Regions from separate parts of the Sus scrofa genome. Here regions 1, 2 and 4 are each linked to region 3. The links are chromatin contacts, called in public HiChIP or PLAC-seq maps. All regions are on one chromosome and are shown on one strand. The core of a region is the stretch at or near the end of the contact, and the rest is flanking DNA. Distances in the headings are between cores, read along the strand shown. Region 1 overlaps MYO5A (unconventional myosin-Va). Region 2 overlaps MYO5A (unconventional myosin-Va). Region 3 overlaps TMOD2 (tropomodulin-2). Region 4 has its middle 18 kb from the start of FAM214A.

Evidence for each region. HiChIP or PLAC-seq counts read pairs in DNA pulled down with a chosen protein or histone mark.
Region 1: a contact with region 3 is called in an H3K27ac HiChIP or PLAC-seq map of alveolar macrophages. The contact joins two enhancer-like sites. A contact is called at or near these places in 1 of 47 Hi-C or Micro-C datasets (embryonic fibroblasts) and 1 of 2 datasets of contacts at active chromatin or transcription factors (alveolar macrophages).
Region 2: an H3K27ac HiChIP or PLAC-seq map of alveolar macrophages shows a contact between it and region 3. The contact joins two enhancer-like sites. A contact is called at or near these places in 1 of 47 Hi-C or Micro-C datasets (embryonic fibroblasts) and 1 of 2 datasets of contacts at active chromatin or transcription factors (alveolar macrophages).
Region 4: a contact with region 3 is called in an H3K27ac HiChIP or PLAC-seq map of alveolar macrophages. The contact joins two enhancer-like sites. A contact is called at or near these places in 10 of 47 Hi-C or Micro-C datasets (alveolar macrophages, embryonic fibroblasts, epiblast stem cells and 5 more) and 1 of 2 datasets of contacts at active chromatin or transcription factors (alveolar macrophages).

The regions. Positions count from the first base shown.
Region 1 is chr1:119,362,790-119,365,489 of Sscrofa11.1, reverse strand. It overlaps MYO5A (unconventional myosin-Va), which reads right to left. Exons shown (of 42, transcript XM_001926768.7): 33 at 867-941. Among named protein-coding and RNA genes, the nearest start is that of MYO5C, 43 kb to the left of the region's middle. Within about 2 kb of position 1,334, at least 21 of the 83 cell types and tissues checked have an H3K27ac peak or open chromatin away from gene starts, as enhancers often do. A contact at or near this core is called in alveolar macrophages, where this site is marked.
Region 2 is chr1:119,337,821-119,340,520 of Sscrofa11.1, reverse strand. All of the region lies in intron 25 of MYO5A (unconventional myosin-Va), which reads right to left. Among named protein-coding and RNA genes, the nearest start is that of MYO5C, 68 kb to the left of the region's middle. Within about 2 kb of position 1,395, at least 1 of the 83 cell types and tissues checked has an H3K27ac peak or open chromatin away from gene starts, as enhancers often do. A contact at or near this core is called in alveolar macrophages, where this site is marked.
Region 3 is chr1:119,973,995-119,976,694 of Sscrofa11.1, reverse strand. All of the region lies in intron 7 of TMOD2 (tropomodulin-2), which reads left to right. Among named protein-coding and RNA genes, the nearest start is that of TMOD3, 27 kb to the right of the region's middle. Within about 2 kb of position 1,259, at least 1 of the 83 cell types and tissues checked has an H3K27ac peak or open chromatin away from gene starts, as enhancers often do. A contact at or near this core is called in alveolar macrophages, where this site is marked.
Region 4 is chr1:118,974,654-118,977,353 of Sscrofa11.1, reverse strand. No RefSeq gene overlaps it. Among named protein-coding and RNA genes, the nearest start is that of FAM214A, 18 kb to the left of the region's middle. Within about 2 kb of position 1,388, at least 5 of the 83 cell types and tissues checked have an H3K27ac peak or open chromatin away from gene starts, as enhancers often do. A contact at or near this core is called in alveolar macrophages, where this site is marked.

The sequences.
Region 1 (2,700 bases), core at 85-2,584, 610 kb after region 3:
GCCTGGGAACTTCTGTATGCTGTGGGTGCGGCCCTAAAAAGAAAAAAAAAGTAGAAACTGTTGTAACTGTCTCTCTAATTGAGAAGTCTTCCAAATGACAGGCCTAATTAAAGACTGAGGGAGTTCCTGCTGTGGCTCAGTGGTAACAAAACTGGCTAGCATCTATGAGGATGTGGGTTTGATCCCTGGCCTCGCTCAGTGGGTTAAGGATCTGGCATTGCTGTGGCTGTGGGGTAGGCCAGAAGCTGCAGCTCCGATTCGACTCCTAGCGTGGGAACTTCCATGTGCTGCAGGTGTGGCCCTAAAAAGAAACAGACAAAAGCAGACCTAGAACTTAGAAGGGAAATGAATCAGTGCTGTCTGTGATTATTATTCAGGTTATAGAGGGAAAAAAAAAGCTTTTAAATACAAATATTCATTCATTCTCCAGTTTAGGTAGAGCTGATTTAGATACTAGATCAATAATCCAAAAGGAATAGTTGCTAACATTTCAAAGTGTTCAGTGCACTTCTTGGATTTTGCTTTATCTTTTTTTTTTGGTAAGATTTTAATTTTTTTTCTATTATAGTTGATTTACAATGTTCTGTCAATTTCTGCTGTATAGCAAAGTGACCCATACTTTAACTTTCAAATCACACTTTGCTTCCATCACACTGTAAGCCTAATGTTAATAACAAACCAAAGGTGACAATGGACACAGGACACTGATAGAGGTGACACCAGTGGCTAAGACAGCTGTGGGGAGAAAGAAGTTTTGTAAAAGTTTCTGAAGACGTCCTGGGGTGGGACAGGCAGCAGTGTGCTCTCCCGTTATAAAGGGCTAGAAGTAGCAAGGAAGACAACAGAGAAGCACTCAGTTTACATACAATCATCCGTTTGTAAAGTGAAATCCGATATGACTGATACTTCTCAGGGTCATCTGCATATAATTCCTCAAAATACTGAAAAAACAGGTACAATGGACATTTGTTTTTCCTCTGTCTTTGAGGGGAAGGCTAGCTCTCAGCAAAACCAATTTTTAAATATTTTAAAACACAAAAATAAAAGTATATATTCAAGAGGCTCTGATCTGCCATCTGCCACTGCCCTCTGATTTTTCTAGTACAGATAATTCTGATTATATATACCATCAATTCTCACATGCTCAGAGGAAAAAGGCTGTGTTGGCAGGTAAACAGAGCAGTGGTCCATAATCCCCACAGTAGGCTATTTCATTCCTCAGACCTGCTCACAAGCTGCTGCACTTTTTTTTGCTGCCAGTAGCAGTGGCAGGAGTAGGGAAGGCAAATAAAATGAAAGTGAAAATAATGGCAAAGCTGAAAAGACTAATGAGGAACTAGCTACATGCCCTCCTTCCCTGAGAGGCAGCTTGGGGGCGGCCTGGGAAGCATGTTCACTGGAAAAGAGAGAACAACCTCTTCTGTTGGTGTTGAGGGAGGAGGGGATTGGGGGTGGGATTTGCAGGGTAGAGTTTCCAAGACCTCTAAGCCTAGGCCCACTGCTGCTTTAATATTCTATCCAAGTGTTTCCTCAAGAAATGCACAATTAAGACTGAGAAACTATTTGAAAAGTACATCACTCCCTGAAGTTTGAATCCATTCGCCTGAACTAGCGGTCACTGAGGCAGGAGAAGCAGCTGAGCCATAAAGGGATTTCCCAAAATTCAAACTAGATTTCACCAGCTTAGTATGCAGGGGCTCTGTTTATTTTTGTACTAGTCATAAAAAAAAAAAAATTGAGAAGAAAATTAATACTGTGCAAGGGTGCAAGGGAAATGCTTAACCAACTTAGTGGAAAAAACTCTGGGCATCTGCCACCCAGAAGCATCTTTATCCCAAGGTTTCACTTTGTTTTTTAAGACAATCATTTAAAATTAAGCACAGAATTTATATGCTAATCAATCATTATTATATTACTCAGTATATTTATCAATTCTTAGTCATTAAAGCAACAATATACCTGAGAGTATAAAACATCTCAAAAATATTCCATGATTCAGGAGATTTTCTCCCATAAATAAGTGATATTTCAGTCACTTTGAAAAGAGTCCAAACCCTGCCCTTAGCCACTTCTCCCATAATGCAGTGTCCTCAGAAGGACAAACAGACTGGGAAAAGAATACTTTTAGGTTTTGCTTCAATTAATATAAAAGATGGTTGAAGAGATAACCCAGAAAACTATTTGTAATGTAAATGATCACGAATAGAATAATGGAGGAATAATTCAGATTGGTAAATCTTCAGAGAAAATTCAAACTATTTCATTACATGTCATTAAAACCCTGAATTAAAAAACAAAAGCAAAAACAAATGACCACTAGTCCTAAAGAGCTTCTATCAAAACTAGTCTGAGGAGTTCCCGTCGTGGCGCAGTGGTTAACGAATCCGACTAGGAACCATGAGGTTGCGGGTTGGGTCCCTGCCCTTGCTCAGTGGGTTAAGGATCCGGCGTTGCCGTGAGCTGTGGTGTAGGTTGCAGACGCGGCTCGGATCCCGCGTTGCTGTGGCTCTGGCGTAGGCCGGTGGCTACAGCTCCGATTCAACCCCTAGCCTGGGAACCTCCATATGCCGCGGGAGCGGCCCAAGAAATAGCAACAACAACAACAACAACAACAAAAAAAAGACAAAAAAAACCAAAAAAAAACTAGTCTGACATCACAGCATAGACCTTATATAGGAATGTGAATAACTTTTCAATGAT
Region 2 (2,700 bases), core at 146-2,645, 640 kb after region 3:
CTACTTTAATTTTTTTAAAAATTAATTCATAAATATGAGTGATTCTATTATTTTCCTGACACTGGATTCTTTTTTTTTTTTTTGTCTTTTTGCTATTTCTTTGGGCCGCTCCCCCGGCATATGGAGGTTCTCTGGCTAGGGGTCAAATTGGAGCTGTAGCCATTGGCCTACGCCAGAGCCACAGCAATGCAGGATCTGAGACGCGTCTGCAACCTACACCACAGCTCACGGCAAAGCCGGATCCTTAACCCACCGCAAGGGCAGAGACCGAACCCGCAACCTCATGGTTCCTAGTCAGATTTGTTAACCACTGCACCACGACAGGAACTCCCCTGACACTGGATTCTTAAAGAGCTACTTGGGAATACTACACATGGGAGTTGAATGTTTTCCTTTAGTTTGTAAGGGGCAATTTGTAAGCTTGGCCTTTACAGAGGTAGTTGCAGGAAGAAATGCAAACCTGGAAGTCTTAAGTAATTAGAAGTATAAAACACTGGAGTTCCCATTGTGTTTCAGCGGTAACAAACTCAACTAGTATCCATGAGGACATGGGTTTGATCCCTGGCCCTGTTCAGTGGGTTAAGGATCTGGTATTACCATGAGCTGTAGTGTAGGACGCAGACATGGCTCAGATCTGGTGTTGCTGTGGCTGTGGCATAGGCTGGCAGCTGCAGCTCCAATTCAACCCCTAGCTTGGGAACTTTACCCCAAAAAGATTTTTTTAAAAAAGTATAAAGCACAGTCATAGTCTTAGTCTGATATGTCTCTCCTGCCCAACCTCATTTCTGATAATCTCTATTTTTCTATTACCAGCTATATAGATTTCCACCTTTCTGATCCTGACCACACCCACTCAGAATTGTAGGGTGGTCACAGGAAGCCTGTTTATTAGAGAGAAAAACTTTATTTATTGAACACTTACTATGTATCAAACACTATTGCAAGTGTTTTATAAAAAATTAACTCATTTATCTTCAAAACATGACCATAAAGTAATATAACAGCATTAAAACTTCCACAGATAAGCAGTTCCCGTCGTGGCGCAGTGGTTAACGAATCCAACTAGGAACCATGAGATTGCGGGTTCGATCCCTGGGCGTTGCTGTGAGCTGTGGTGTAGGTTGCAGACGCGGCTGGGATCCCGCGTTGCTGTGGCTCTGGCATAGGCTGGTGGCTACAGCTCCGATTAGACATCTATGCTGGGAACCTCCATATGCCGCGGGAGCGGCCCCAAAAAAATAGCAAAAAGACAAAAAAAAAAAAAAAAAACTTCCACAGATAAGGCACAGACAGACTGAGGCTAAGCTTATGGACTCGGTCCCAAGGAGAGTTAGTGTTGTCTGCCACATGGTAAAGACAGAACTCCTAACCAAAACCAGCCACAACCAGCCACATTTCAGACGCATGCACTTAGTCACAAGGAACAAGCATGACTTGTTCAGTCAACAGTTTTCCTCATTATTGAGATAAGACTTCCGGTACACGACCTACTGCTGGTGGTCAGGGCATGTGATGGACACTAAACAGTATTGTGATTTCTGGAACACAAGGCATATTTCATAATTCAAAAAAAGATGAAAAATGTCTTAAACCCTGCTCTCATCTATCTCTTTTTTTAATGATTTTTATTTTTTCCGTTACAGTTGATTTGGGATGTTCTGTCAAATTTCTACTTATAGCAAAGTGACCCAGTCATACATATATATATATACTTTTTCTCCCATTATCCTCCATCATGTTCCATCACAAGTTAGTAGATATAGTTCCCTGTGCTTTATAGCAGGATCTCATTGCTTATCCATTCCAAATGCAATAATTTGCATCTATTAACCCCAAATTCCGATCCATCCCATTCCCTCCCACTCCCTCTTGGCAACCACAAGTCTGGTCTCGAAGTCCATGAGTTTCTTTTCTGTGGAAAGGTTCATTTTTCTTAACTTGAGAAAAGTCTTGACAGAAAGCAAGTGAGACAAAAAGGTTACTGCCCCCGCCCCCTCAAATCTGTAAGAATCTGGAGAAAACGCAAAAAGAATAGACACCCTGACAAAAACCATTATTAGTAAAATATAAGGTAAATAATATAAGAGTTTTTTAGTTTAAAAATGTAATGTGCTCAATCAAAACTACCAACAAGAGGCCTCTTTTGGTTTAAAACAGAATAATTTGCAGCAAACACACCCTTTTGTCCTGGCTTTCCCCTTCCCATGTAGGAGATGCTCAAGTGGTGTTATTAAAATATTAAATATTTAATTAAAATATTAAAATAGACAGTCTATAAGTACACTTCTCTCTGACTTGTGGGGGTGAGTACTTCCATGAAGACAAAGACGATGCAATCCTAAAACCTTCATATCCACTAGGGGCTCAGAAGCTGTGATTTTGAAATCTTCAAAGTCCAACTTTGTGGTAGTCTCCAAAGATGGCCACCAACAATTCCTCCTAAGGATTCTTTCCTCCTATTAAGAGATAGAATCTGTTCTCCTCTCCTGAATCTAGAATAGCCTTGTAATTTGCTGTGACAGTAGCAGAATTGACACTGTGCCAGTTCTGGGCCCAGTCCTAACAGGTCTGACATCTTTTGCCCTTGCAATATAGAACCCACTCACATGGAAGGAAAAGTCACATGGAGAGACCCAAAGAAGAGAACCTCACACACCAACTGAAAGCAGGGAGATACCCCAATCAAAACCAAAGACTGTG
Region 3 (2,700 bases), core at 10-2,509:
TAACATGAAAATATTTAATTCATTAGAAGCTATTTTTAACTTGTCTTATCAATTAACAATTTTTATTTTTTGTTTTTGTCTTTTTAGGGCCACACCCAAGGCATATGGAAGTTCCCAGCCTAGGGGTCAAATCTGAGCTGCAACTGCTGGACTATGCCACAGCCACAGCAACGCCGGATCCTTAACCCACTGATTAAGGACAGGGATTGAACCCACATCCTCATGGATGCTAGTTGGGTTTGTTACCCCTGAGCCATGATGGAAACTCCAATTAACAATTTTTAGCTCTGATAAATTTATTTTCTTTATCGTTAATAAATAAGTTATAATGAGACAGTAAAACAAGAACCCAACTGCCAGACACTTTGAGCCCACTGGAATTTTGTTAGCACTACACTTTTAGGAGAAACAAGATTAGGCCTTTAGCTAAATAAATATTTAGATTTTATTCTGTGCTTAGTACAAATTTGCTGAAACATTTTCACCTACAACATTCTGTCATTGTAAATGGATATTATAAGACCCATCAAAGCCTACAGGAACTCGACCCATAAAAAGATGTTAACATATTTCATTTTAACCTTTGAAATGGATTGATATATCTCAAAAATATTTTAAACCACCAAATCTTGTAATATTTTTTTGTTTGATACTATTAACCAGTGCTAAAAGAAAGAAAAAGAAAAACAATGGGAGTTCCCATCATGGCTTAGTGGTTAATGAACCTGACTGGCATCCATGAGGACACAGTTTTGATCCCTGGCTTCACTCAGTGGGTCAAGGCTCTGGTGTTGCCGTGAGCTGTGGTGTAGGTCACAGGTGCGGCTCGGATCCCCCATTGCTGTGGCTGAGGCATAGGCAGGAGGCCACAGCTCCAGTTAGACCCCTAGCCTGGGAACCTCCATATGCCTCGGGTGCAGCCCTAAAAAGACAAAACAAAAACAAAAACAGCAACCACCAAAAGCCCTATTCCCTCTACTTGCTTTAGATAATTCAAGTAAATAAGGAAGCCCCTGGTCTCCTGTAAATACTGGTACCATTGCCATTGTCAGTGTTAATCCTCTTAGTAACAGCTTGCATTTCTTGAGTACTGACCTCTGTGCTTTACACGCATCATCCCATGTAATCCCCACTAAAATACAATGATGTATGTACTATTATTAGTTCCAACTTTAACAAATGAGCAATCTGAGGCTCAGAGAGGTTAAGAAACTTTTCCAAAGTAACACAACAAGCACGTGGTAGAGCTAGGGTTTACCACCAAGTCTTTCTGGTTCCTCAACCAGGATGCCTAACCACCAAGCTATGCTGTACTTACAGTGCCTCACTGCCATGCATTTGCAGAAACATGCCAGTTAGCAGCAGCCTGAGCAGAAGCCTGTGGTTCTACAGCATCTGAAGCTCAGCACTTGAGTTAGACTGGGAAAATAAAAGTTTTCTTGTCTTGAAGATGTGATTTAAAGTAATATGTCTTTTGGCGGATCTAAAATAGCATTAAAAATGGGTAACATGGGGGCTCCCACTGTGGCACAGCAGCATCAGTGGCATCTCTGTAGCACCAAGAATGCAGGTTTGATCCCAGTCCTGCCCAGTGGGTTAGAGGACCCAGCATTGCCACAGCTGCAGTGTAGGTCCACAACTGTGGCTCAGATCTGATCCCTGGCCTGAGCACTCCATCTGCTGTGGGGCAGCTGAAAAAAGAAAAAAAAAACAGACACATGAAAGTAATGATGACCCATCATGGTGCTGGCACAGAATAGATGTTTGAAAAATCCTTGTCAAGTGAAATGAATGAATGAAGATACCCTTCGCCTCTTAGCAATAGACAATATTTTCTGATGATAGCAAACTTTAAATAAGCACTTAGGTAGAAAGGGACTAAGCTACAAAATTGATGTTTTCACCAGCAATCATTTCATATCTAAATTTGCAGGTTGAAAGCAATTTTTGAAACTTACTATTAAAATATAAAAAGGGCAGAACTAGAAGGTGAAATTAGCAATTTAAGGGTTCATATCTTTGTATGATTTTGTTTATAATCTCTACCCTTTAGTAGGTTTGCTTTCAATAAAGCAAAAATATTCACAATATATTTTGTATGTAAGTAACCAAAGGGGTAAATAAAGAAATGATTTGTCATTTCTATTTAACATACTGTTTATAGTAAAATGGCAGGGATGTGAATAGTTTATAATTCATTGTCAGCACTACTAGTAAATGATCTAACTTCTACTCTAGGTCAAATAGATAACTTGCTGGGTTTTTTTTTTTGTCTTTTTTTTCTGTCTTTTCTAGGGCTGCACCCAAGGCTAAGGGTGCAATCGGAGATTCCAGGCTAAGGGTGCAATCGGAGCTGTAGCTGCTGGCCTACACCAGAGCCATAGCAACGCCGGATCCTCAACCCACTGAGCAAGGCCAGGGATCAACCTGCAACCTCATGGTTCCTAGTTGGATTTGTTAACCGCTGAGCTGCGACAGGAACTCCCTCAAATAGATAACTTGTTAAATGGACTAAATAAATTCCAAATATAATAAGCTCTTTGATACTATTTTTAATCCAACAACTATGTATTGAAAAAAAACACCATGTGAGAAGCACACTCTACAACTGCAAGGAATAATGGCTATCCTTTAGGGTATTGAAAAGAAAAGCCTCTTTCAGCCTTATGCCTGGTTGGATTCACATGGTCCAGCCTTCAC
Region 4 (2,700 bases), core at 139-2,638, 1.0 Mb after region 3:
GAAACAGAAATTCCTGTTGTTTTAGTGCCCTCCTACCCCACCCACCCCCAATCTGTGGTCTTTTGTTATGGCAGCCTGAGCAAAAGACCAACACAGGCTTTGCAGTGTCTTCATGAGGATTTGCCCTTGGGGTAACTGCAGTTTTCCTCCCTGCTTTTTATTCACCACTCTGGTTTCAGCCAGCCTTTTAATCTCTGCTCCAGGGAAATTTCCCTTACTTCCTACAATCTCAGTGTATTTCTTTGCAGGTCTAGTTGTTTTGTTGGAGGTTCTATTCAGAGTATCCAGTCTGCCCTGTGGCCAGCAGTGCCTCAAATACTATTGTTTTCTTTTTTTTTTTTTTTGTCTTTTTGCCTTTTCTAGGGCTGCTCCTGCTGCATATGGAAGTTCCCAGGCTAGGGGTCGAATTGGAGCTGCAGCCACCGGCCTACACCAGAGCCACAGCAACGCGGGATCCGAGCTGCGTCTGCAACCTACACCACAGCTCACGGCAACACCGGATCGTTAACCCACTGAGCAAGGCCAGGGACTGAACCTGCAACCTCATGGTTCCTAGTCAGATTTGTTAACTACTGAGCCACGACGGGAACTCCTCAAATGCTATTGTTTTCTTAAGTACCAACTTCACTGTTCTTTCTCCTACAGCTTTGAGAGTCATCTCCCATAGGAATCACCCCACTACCACCACCACCACCTTAAACTCTTAGCATTTATACACACATGATTTATTGCCATTTGTGCTACCTTAGAATTAGCCACCAACTATTTCCTTGAAATCAGAGGCCAATTCTGTCCCACAGTTCATAAGGCAATCCCAGACACTGAAGGGGCTGATTTCATGTTTATGAAATGAGTGAATAGAAAATGAGAAGCAAAGGGTCAAAAATCTGTGAGCTGGGAGTTCCCTCATGGCTCAGCAGATTAAGGATCTGGTGTTGACACTTCTGTGGCTCTGGTTACAGCTGTAGTGTTGGTTCTATCCCTGGCCCAGGAACTTCCACATGCTGTGGGTGAGGCCAAAAAAAAAAAAAAAAAAAAAAAAAAAACCCTGTGAATTATTATTTGAACAGACTACATTAACCATAGGAATGATTTTGGATATTAAATGATCCAAATATGTTTTAACCACATAAAGATCACATTTGAGGCCTGATTCACAGAGAGTCTTCGAGGAGTTAATGAAAAGACCTTCCGTTATTTTCTTAGAAACAACCCTGAAGGAAATGAACATTGAAGTGGATCAGATCAGTAACCCTAAATTGTTTCGCAAGTCCTGCTCTTCCTGAGAAACAACACAAATAATAGAAACTAAATTTATCTTGCACTGCCTCACACCAGAAAGGAAAATACAGTCACCTGTTGTGACTCATGCAGCTTATTTGGCAACAATTTCCAGATTCCTCTTCCAATTAAGAAGTGAGACAGAAGAACCAAGATTGTTTGGTTAAGTTTATGTAGCAATAGTTATTAGACTATAACCACATGAAGTCACTTACTATATGGGAACTTAGTATGTAAATTAATGCTGAGTTTTAAAGTTTCCAAGATTTTAGGTTTCTTCCATCAATTGTGTCATTTCATATTGTTGAAGAAATAAAAATGTTAAGTGGAATGTAAAATCTTAATAGTTATATAACTGTGTGGTCAATTTTATTTCATGGTTTTAGAGTTTGATTTTTAAAAAGCTAACAGATAAGACCAACATGAAGAAAAGAGATGAACAGCTGGGAAGCAGCAAAGGAAGTTGGCAAGGGGCCACAGCTGAGAACAGTCGGGTACCAAGGCTACCTCTTTGAGGTGACTTCAAAATCTGGAACCGACCTTCCTCCCATGCAGCCCTGAGGGCTCCCTGAATGCTCCTTCCAAAGCATTTGGAATCTGGAATCTGGAACAAAACAGTCAGTTAAACACTGTATATTACCCTTTCCTGACCAGTAACTGGGAGCATTCTATGTCAGTGACATGAGAGCAGCCAATTCTTTGTTTACCGTGATCTGAGAGACGGCTGGGAGCAACCTTATTCTTAGACCAGTGTAAACACAAAACCCCTGGACAGAGTGTGATTTAGATTGATCAATGTGCTCCATTTTTTGGAAAGCTATGGAATGAAAGGATCACGTAGCCTTGTAATCAGAATTTTGATAGGCTTGTAACTTCCCATTATTTCTTTTTCTCCCCCCGCCCCAGCCGTTTTTAGGGCCATAACTAAGGAATATGGAAGTTCCTGGGCCAGGGATCGAATCAGAGCTGCATCTGTGACCTACACCATAGCTTGCAACAACGCCAGATCCTTAACCCACTGAGGTAGGCTAGAGATCGAACCCACATCCTCATGGATACTGGTCAGTTTCTTAACTCACTGAGCCACAAAGCAAACTCCTTCCATTATTTCTTATTTGAAGCAAACTCACTACCTGCTTAAGTTTACCTTCTTTTCTCCTAAGGGAAGGGATGATTATTTCCAAATGGGACCAGACAAGTTACTTTCTAGCCCAGCACTTGCTTTGCCAGTGGGTTACAGGGATATATATTTACCTAAGTGATATGTCTGCATCCCTCTTTTGTTAATAAATCTGTAAATCAGTATCCCTTCACTCTCTCATTTGGTAAGAAAAAAAATCCATGATCCCCCAATTTCCTAAGCATCAATCTTTCTGTGTAGCACACACACTTCAACTTTGTCTTCATCCCATAGACACC